Linked DNA regions of Athene noctua: region 1 is linked to region 2. The links are chromatin contacts, called in public Hi-C maps. All regions are on one chromosome and are shown on one strand. The core of a region is the stretch at or near the end of the contact, and the rest is flanking DNA. Distances in the headings are between cores, read along the strand shown.

The links. Hi-C and Micro-C count contacts between places; a contact is called where the count stands out from the background.
Region 1: a contact with region 2 is called in a Hi-C map of liver, with 6 times the contacts expected there. The contact joins the promoter of LPIN3 here to the promoter of TOP1 in region 2. A contact is called at or near these places in 2 of 2 Hi-C or Micro-C datasets (heart and liver).

The regions. Positions count from the first base shown.
Region 1 is chr16:5,787,599-5,791,298 of bAthNoc1.hap1.1, reverse strand. It overlaps LPIN3 (lipin 3), which reads right to left and starts at 1,935. Exons shown (of 19, transcript XM_074920050.1): 1 at 1,726-1,935; 2 at 1,289-1,384; 3 at 292-527; 4 at 1-82. The coding sequence starts at 1,917.
Region 2 is chr16:5,602,375-5,605,597 of bAthNoc1.hap1.1, reverse strand. TOP1 (DNA topoisomerase I) reads right to left here and starts at 1,371. Exons shown (of 21, transcript XM_074920146.1): 1 at 1,219-1,371; 2 at 541-565. The coding sequence starts at 1,251.

The sequences.
Region 1 (3,700 bases), core at 686-3,185, 190 kb before region 2:
AGAGTAAGGGTGCATCTCTGGGGACTCCAACAACCCAGTTTCTTCTTCAGGGAGATCAGTGAAGGAGAAATACACTGAATCACTGCAAAGGAGGAAAGAGGTCAGTTATACCACTCAAGCACGTGGAAAGCTGCCGATACTCAACTTCACCATTTCCACTGGCTTTCCACTCTACAGGAGGCTGGGCCCCAACTCAAAACACTATCTCCATGTTTCAGTGGTGCTGGGTGTCTCCAAGCAGACCTACAGCCTTGACTCACTGCATCACCCTGCTCAGACCGAACAGCTCACCTGGGGGCTGGCAGCTTGCACAGCTCCTCCACAGACATCTCACTTTTGGTCTCTTTGCAGGCTTCTAACTCAGAGTCCGACACCTCCTTCCACTTGGGCTTCCTCCTGCGCCGCCTTCTCTTGCGCAGGGTTGCTTCAGCGTTGGAGGCCTCCTGCTCGTGAGAGGGTTCAGCAACAACCTGCAGGCTCTCCTTCCTGGGGATAGGGGATGTGCAGAGGCAGGAGGGGATGCTGCCCTATCAATGAAAAAAAGCTATGAGAAGCCCATCAGCTCCAGCACCTTCCTTTTCAGCCTGGCAGCTCACGGCTCTCATCCAGGCGACATACACCACCAGGCCCTCAACATGGGGGTGGTTTTGTGGCTAGGCCCAAAGGAAAGGTTTTGTTCATACAACATGTGAATAAGAAAAGAAGCAGGGTTATCCAGCCACAAGCTAAAGACGTCTTTAACACAGTCAAGGAAAGGCAGGCAGGAGATGGCACCATGAGACCAGAATTACAAAGGCTGCAGATGGGATTCGGATCTAGAGCCCTCTCCCTGCTCTCAAACCCAGCCCAAGCCAGCAGCGACCACAAGTCAGCCTGGGAGAGAGCTGCCAAGATTTCTGGAAGCCACAACTAGTCCCATCCTGCTTCCCAGTGGAGTGGGCAGCCTGCCACAGCATCTGGCTCACTCTCATCCCTGTCACAAGATTCCCCCAAGAGGCCAAGCTCTGAGATATCTGCCTAGCTGGCCAGCAGCCATGCCCATTGATGGAGGCCAGTCTGGGATGCAGATATTTGGTCTAATGCTTCCTCAGAGTGCTCCAATAGTCAGATCCTCCATGCTGGTTGTAAGATCCTTCAAGTGGGAACCTTTCTGGACACACACAACAGAAGGAATAATGGAGTCACCCTGGGGAAGATGACCAGTCCAAACCCGGTTCTTCCACCTCAAGCCTGCACTTCCAAGCAGTCACAGGAGGACCAAGACCAGCAGTACTACTTCATTACCAACCTCATTCTCCTCTGATTCCTGAACAAAGAAGGCCTCTCCATTGTCACCCAGCTTCATGTGCAGGTCCACAGGCTCCCCATTGATTTCAATGTCAACCTGGCAAGGAGCAGAAGCAGCCTGTCCATCTGAACCCACTCACCCATCAGCATACAGCAAGGCACTTCCCCAGGGACAGGACAGGTTAGGGTCGTTCAGAGGGCTGACAGCCACCCCACCTTTGAGGCAAGGGACCCCTCCCAATTTTCCTAGGAAGCTCAGTCTTCTTTGGAAGAGTATGTGTTTCATTCAGAGGCATCCCTCAAAAATTTGGCAAGCACCCCTTTCAGCAGGGCTCCCAGTCCCTCAAACAAAGTTTTTCCATAACCTGTACGTTATGGAAATTCCTAGGTCTGAAGACACCAGAGAGGAAGCATAGTCCCAGGGCAGGCACCACTTACCACCTTCTCCTTGGAGCGCAGCACACCCAGCTTACCAAAGCGCACATGAAACGGGGAGCACTGGAAGGAGTTATCGGGCTGCCTCACCACGACCACATCGATGCAGCCCGTCAGGGTGGCAGGGTTCAGACCCCGGTACAGCTCCTTCACCGTGACAAAGACTGTCTCAGCAAGCTGCCCCACGTAGTTCATTGTTTGAGACTGCAAGTGAGAGACGGGAATAAACTCAGGTAGGAGAAGAGGGCTCCAGCAGCTAAACACAATGTGAGTTTAGAAGAATCATTTCACAGCTGCAAACACAGCCCCATCATGGGGACAACTAAGCCTCTAGGGAAACCGAGGCAAACACATAAAGGGCCTTGATGAAGATGAGCCAGGGCCTCTGTAAGCACCAGAAAACAGGACAGAAGCCAGAGCACTAGTTACTGCATCCAGCTTGGAGGAGAGACCTTTGCCATCAGGATGCACCATCACTTTTGCCCCTTGGGAGGGCAAATACTACCTTGCAACAACACTGCAATCAAGCTGTCAAGATCCCATTCAAACAGGAATTTAGTTGGCAGGAGACCTCCTGCCCTGCACTGTCCTTAAAAAAAGTGGAAAGACCGAGGAGCTGCTCAATACACCATGTGCTGACTTTGAACAAAATCCAAGCCTAACATTTTCCACTTGGAGGGGAAGGCATCCCACCTAGGCATTGCCAAATCAGCCAGACATGGTCCTTGTTAAAGCCAGAACTCCCCGGTCTCCATGCCTTGGCCTCTGCTGCTGTCATCCATCTTCCCAGGGAATCCCAGCACAGGGGCTGTGCTGCCTGGAGGACACCCGAACAGCTCTGCAACGCAGTTTTCACAAGGCACTGCTGCACTCTGAGGTTGCAGAGCTCCTGGTTTTCATTAGCAAGAAGGAAAGCCTTGCTTGCTGCTTGCTTCCTGCTCATCCTCTCGCCCACTCACGTCCTCCAGCTGCTCGCTCCCCAGGTGGGGCCAACTCCCCTCCCCTGTGCTGGAGGAGAGGCATGGCTGCAAAGGCAGAGATTCCCGTGGTCCACGGTGGGGCTCGCAGCACAGCCGTTCCTCCAGCCCCACGAGGTGCCACACAGGCTCCAAACAGCTCTCAGGCAGCCCCCCTTCCTGCAGCCCACCGTGGGCACTGCCTCCTGGTCAACACATTGAAATCCCTGGAGTATTTTCTTGCAGATCTATGTTGGGTTGCTGTGTGGTGGTCCCAGCCCCTGGGCCAGAGGAGCCCCTTGCTCCACGTGCTCAGCACTCTGTGTCAGCAGCACAGCAGCATCAGCAGGACAACAGTCTTGGTGTCAGCACATCACACCAGAGGCTGAGCCCGGCTTCCCCAGCTGCGAGCTCTGCACCCCACCTTGCCCCAAGGAGAGGACAAGGGCACAGGATGACCGCTTCAGAAGGGCCATGGATGAACTAAAGGAAACCTCTGGTGCTGGCAGCACCATCAGCGGATGGCATGGTGTCCCCAGGGGTTCTCAGGACAGCCCCCAGCACACACTGAACCCAAGGGGGGGCTGGTGAGAGTTGGTTCCTTACCCAAAGGGACGAGGACAAGCAGGTGCCACCCGATGAGCCCTCTGCCCCAGCAGGCACCCAGCCTCTTCGATCCGTTTTGCTCAGCCCCATCCTGTTCCCAGACATCCCTTCTGGAAGGCGTCTGCACAGGGAGACACAGTCCCCGCTCCATGTCCCGTCCCCCCACCTCTCCCTGACAGTCGGGAACAAGCCCAAAGCCCAGAGCCTCCCGGGGAGGGGGGGGGGGGAGGGCATGGCAGGGAAGCGCTAGCCGACTCCCGAAGCTTCGGTGCCTCCATCAGCTCTGCTGAGAGCGGGGCCAGGGTCACGGGGCCACCCATCAACTTGCTGAGCCCAGCTTTCCTGGGCATCACTGCCATTGTGGGCAGCCCTCCAGCTGCCTTCCCCACTGCACTGCAGGGCCTGGCAGCAAACGG
Region 2 (3,223 bases), core at 122-2,621:
ATCACCTTTCATTTTAGGGGAAGGGAGGGATTCCCTGAAAGGAACAGAGACAGAGAGCAGTGGGGGGAGGGAGGCTGCGATAAAAAACGGCTTGGGGATTTATTTTAGTTAAAAACTTTGCTTTCCCCTCCCTTAAGAAGGGGCTGGGGGCCGGGAATCGCCATCCGGTGCCTCTGTAGAAGGCTCCTCACCGGCAGCTCGGGGAGGAGGAGAAGGAGAGAAAGCCACACAGAAGAGAGGAGAAAAAGAAAATGGCGCAGAGACTAAGTCCCGACCGTCGACAAGGCGACTTTCCAGGGAGGAATCGGGGCCCAAAGGGGACCCCGGGAGAGCCGATGGGCTCGGATCGGGGGCCTCCGGTGCCCCCACTACGGGAAGCGGGGGTCGGGGGGGGGCGAGGCGGCCGGGAAAGGGGCGCTTTTGGCAGCTCGATGGGAACAATGGGGCCGGTGAGCGAGGAGCCGGGACTTAGTCTCTGGGACGCCATGTCTGTGCGCGGCCGGCGCGGCGAGGCGAGGGGCGCGCCGGGGCCACACTCACCGTTCGCTCGGAAATCCGCCTCGATCTGCGGGGAGAGCAGACAGGGAGAGACCGTGAAAAACGCCGTCCCGCCGGGGGATTTATTTTTTGGGGGCGGGGGGGAGGGGGGGGGGCGCGCTGGATTTTTTTCTCCCCCCTTCCTTCATTCTCATTTTTAGGGAAATTAAATATCAAATGAGAAATGACCAGCGCGATGCAGAAGGTTCCCTCCGTGACGGGGGGGGGTGATGGTGGTGAACCGTCCCCCGGCAGCCGCACGGCTCCTGGGGTGACCCCCCCAGAGGGGAGCGAGTCAAGGGAAGGTGGCCAGCCGCCCCCCCCCCTTCCCGCAGGCAGGGGGTCCCACACAAGTCCCCTTTCCCCCACCACCCCCCATCTGGGTAGAAACGGGTCCCGAGGCGGGGGGCGCTCGGTGGATGGGGGCTCCCCAGCACGACGCGGGCGGACAGGCCGGGTTGACAGGGCTCTCCCCAGACGCGTGGGCTACCCCGAGCGGGGGCAGGCAAGGGGCAGCGGCAGGGCACGTCTCCCCTCACCGAGGTTAAAGGAGGGGGGAGTTTGGTGTCAGCCGGGCCCCCAGGGCCGACCCTGACGGGAAGCAAGGACCCCGCAGCCTCGGCGGCGAGGGGCCGGGGTCCCCCGGGAGCGGGCCCCCGCGGGCGGTGAAGGGTCGCTCACCTGGGAATCGTTGTGCAGCTGGTCCCCGCTCATGCTGGAGGTGCGGGAGGCCCGACGGAGCGGAGCAGGAGGAGAGGAGAGCCGAGGAGAGCCGCACCGAGCCTGGACTCGAGGGAAAGCGCAGCGCCTGTCTCCGCCGCGGTTGTGTAACAGACTAAGTCCTCATTTCGGCGCACTGCGCAGGCGCAACGGCTTTTACAAGCGGGGCGGGGCCAAGGCGACGATGGGCGGAACAGTGGGGCGGGACCTACGAAACGGCAGCTCCAATATTTGCATCCGAGTCACGCCCCTTCCCCGCGAGCGAGCCGGCGAGATTTGCATACGGGCCACGCCCCTCAAGTGTGCCGCCCCCCCAGGCGCAACCCTCTCGCTCGGCCCCTCCCACACGCCCGCGCCGGCTCGATTTTTACATATCCGGTCACGCCTCTTCCTCCCCTTCTCCAATCGCGCAGCCAGAACCGCCCCTCATTTACATGCTCGGCCCGCCCCGCCGCTCCCCTCCCCGCCGCGGGAGCAGCCCGGCGCATTGTGTAAGAACCCGTGCCCCACTGTGCGCGCACTGCGCATGCGCCCCATCCCACACGGCAGGCCGCCGGCTTTATTTGCATACAAGGCCTCGCCCCCGCCTGTCCGGGGAGCATGGCGGCGCCCTGGCGGCGGGGTGGGCGGCCGTGGCGGGGTGCGTCCCCCCGCACCGCCGTGATAACCAGCACCATACATCGTGAGCACCCTGCGGGGCACCACAGCATCTGCTAAAGGAACAACGGGCTGCTGCGTTTCCTTAGGGGCCCTCGGGGCATGGCCGGGGCCTGGCAGGCCTGCCCTCCACCCCCGGGCAGGGTTTAACCGTGAACAGCAGCTGTGCTGTTCCAGCGCCCGGGTAATGCCCATGCTTACACATCCAGGTCAGTGCCGGGCAGGGCTGCGGTGCATGGAAGCACAGACGGTGTTGTCTGTGCTGGGCAACTCCACCTGGGTTGTGCCGTCCCTCCAGATGGGCTGCTGGTAGGCTTGGGCCTGACAGGCCTTTCTCCTGTGCCTGCTCTCCACGGGAGGAACTCTGCGATCTCGGCTGAGTCACACTTACAGAACTCGTGTAAGCACAAATGGCCTGATGTGCAGGTTGATTTTGAGCATTTCAAAAAGACGCAGCTGTCAGTTCCCTTTGGCAGGAAAGGAGCCGAGTGTGGCATGTGTACCTGTCCTGCAGAGAGCCCAGCGGGCACCTGACCTCTTGTTAGGAGTCTGTCAACCCGACTGAACTGGGCTGAAACGCAGAGGCCACAGTGACCATGCAGAGAGTACGTTGTGCTGAGGCACTGTACCACTGCCCCAAATCCACATAAGAGTGATGCTAAGAGGGATGCAGATTGGGCAGGTTTGGCTTGTTAAAGTCAAGGACAGCAACCGTGCATTGCAAATAAAGAGCTTTCTGCTTTAAAAAAGGGATCAGCCAGCACGACTTTTCTTCCAGCATAAATAGACCCTTTAATTTTTTTCTCTCACGAGGAAACGGAGGGTAAAAAGGAAACAAAAGCTTTATTTTCTTTTAGCTAATGTGAGCATGAATCACATACCTCCTGGAAAAACACCCTCCTGCCCCAACCCAAATCTGAAGACATTTATTTCTGTTCTGCAGCAGCTTTACTAAAGGAGTTTTCTTTTCGATGTACTAAATGGCAGGTTTAGTATGCATGGCTGGTAGATGTCTCACAGGACTGCCTCCAGTCGTCTTCTTGGGGCTTCCATCCTGTGCTGCAACACACACTGTACCTTTCCTCAGCTTCTTTACACAACCAGAGCTTTGATTTGACACTAAAATAATCTGGTGCTGCCAGGCTATCTGAAGATACACATCCAAATGTAAGCAGCGACAGCAGCCACCTATTTGCACTGCATATTTATATCCTGTAAAGGGAAAACTCTGTCACTTTCTTACAGTCTTCAGAAGAGGATCTGAAGACTTCCTTTTTTTACTGAGAGCAGGCAAATATTTCTGGCTCTA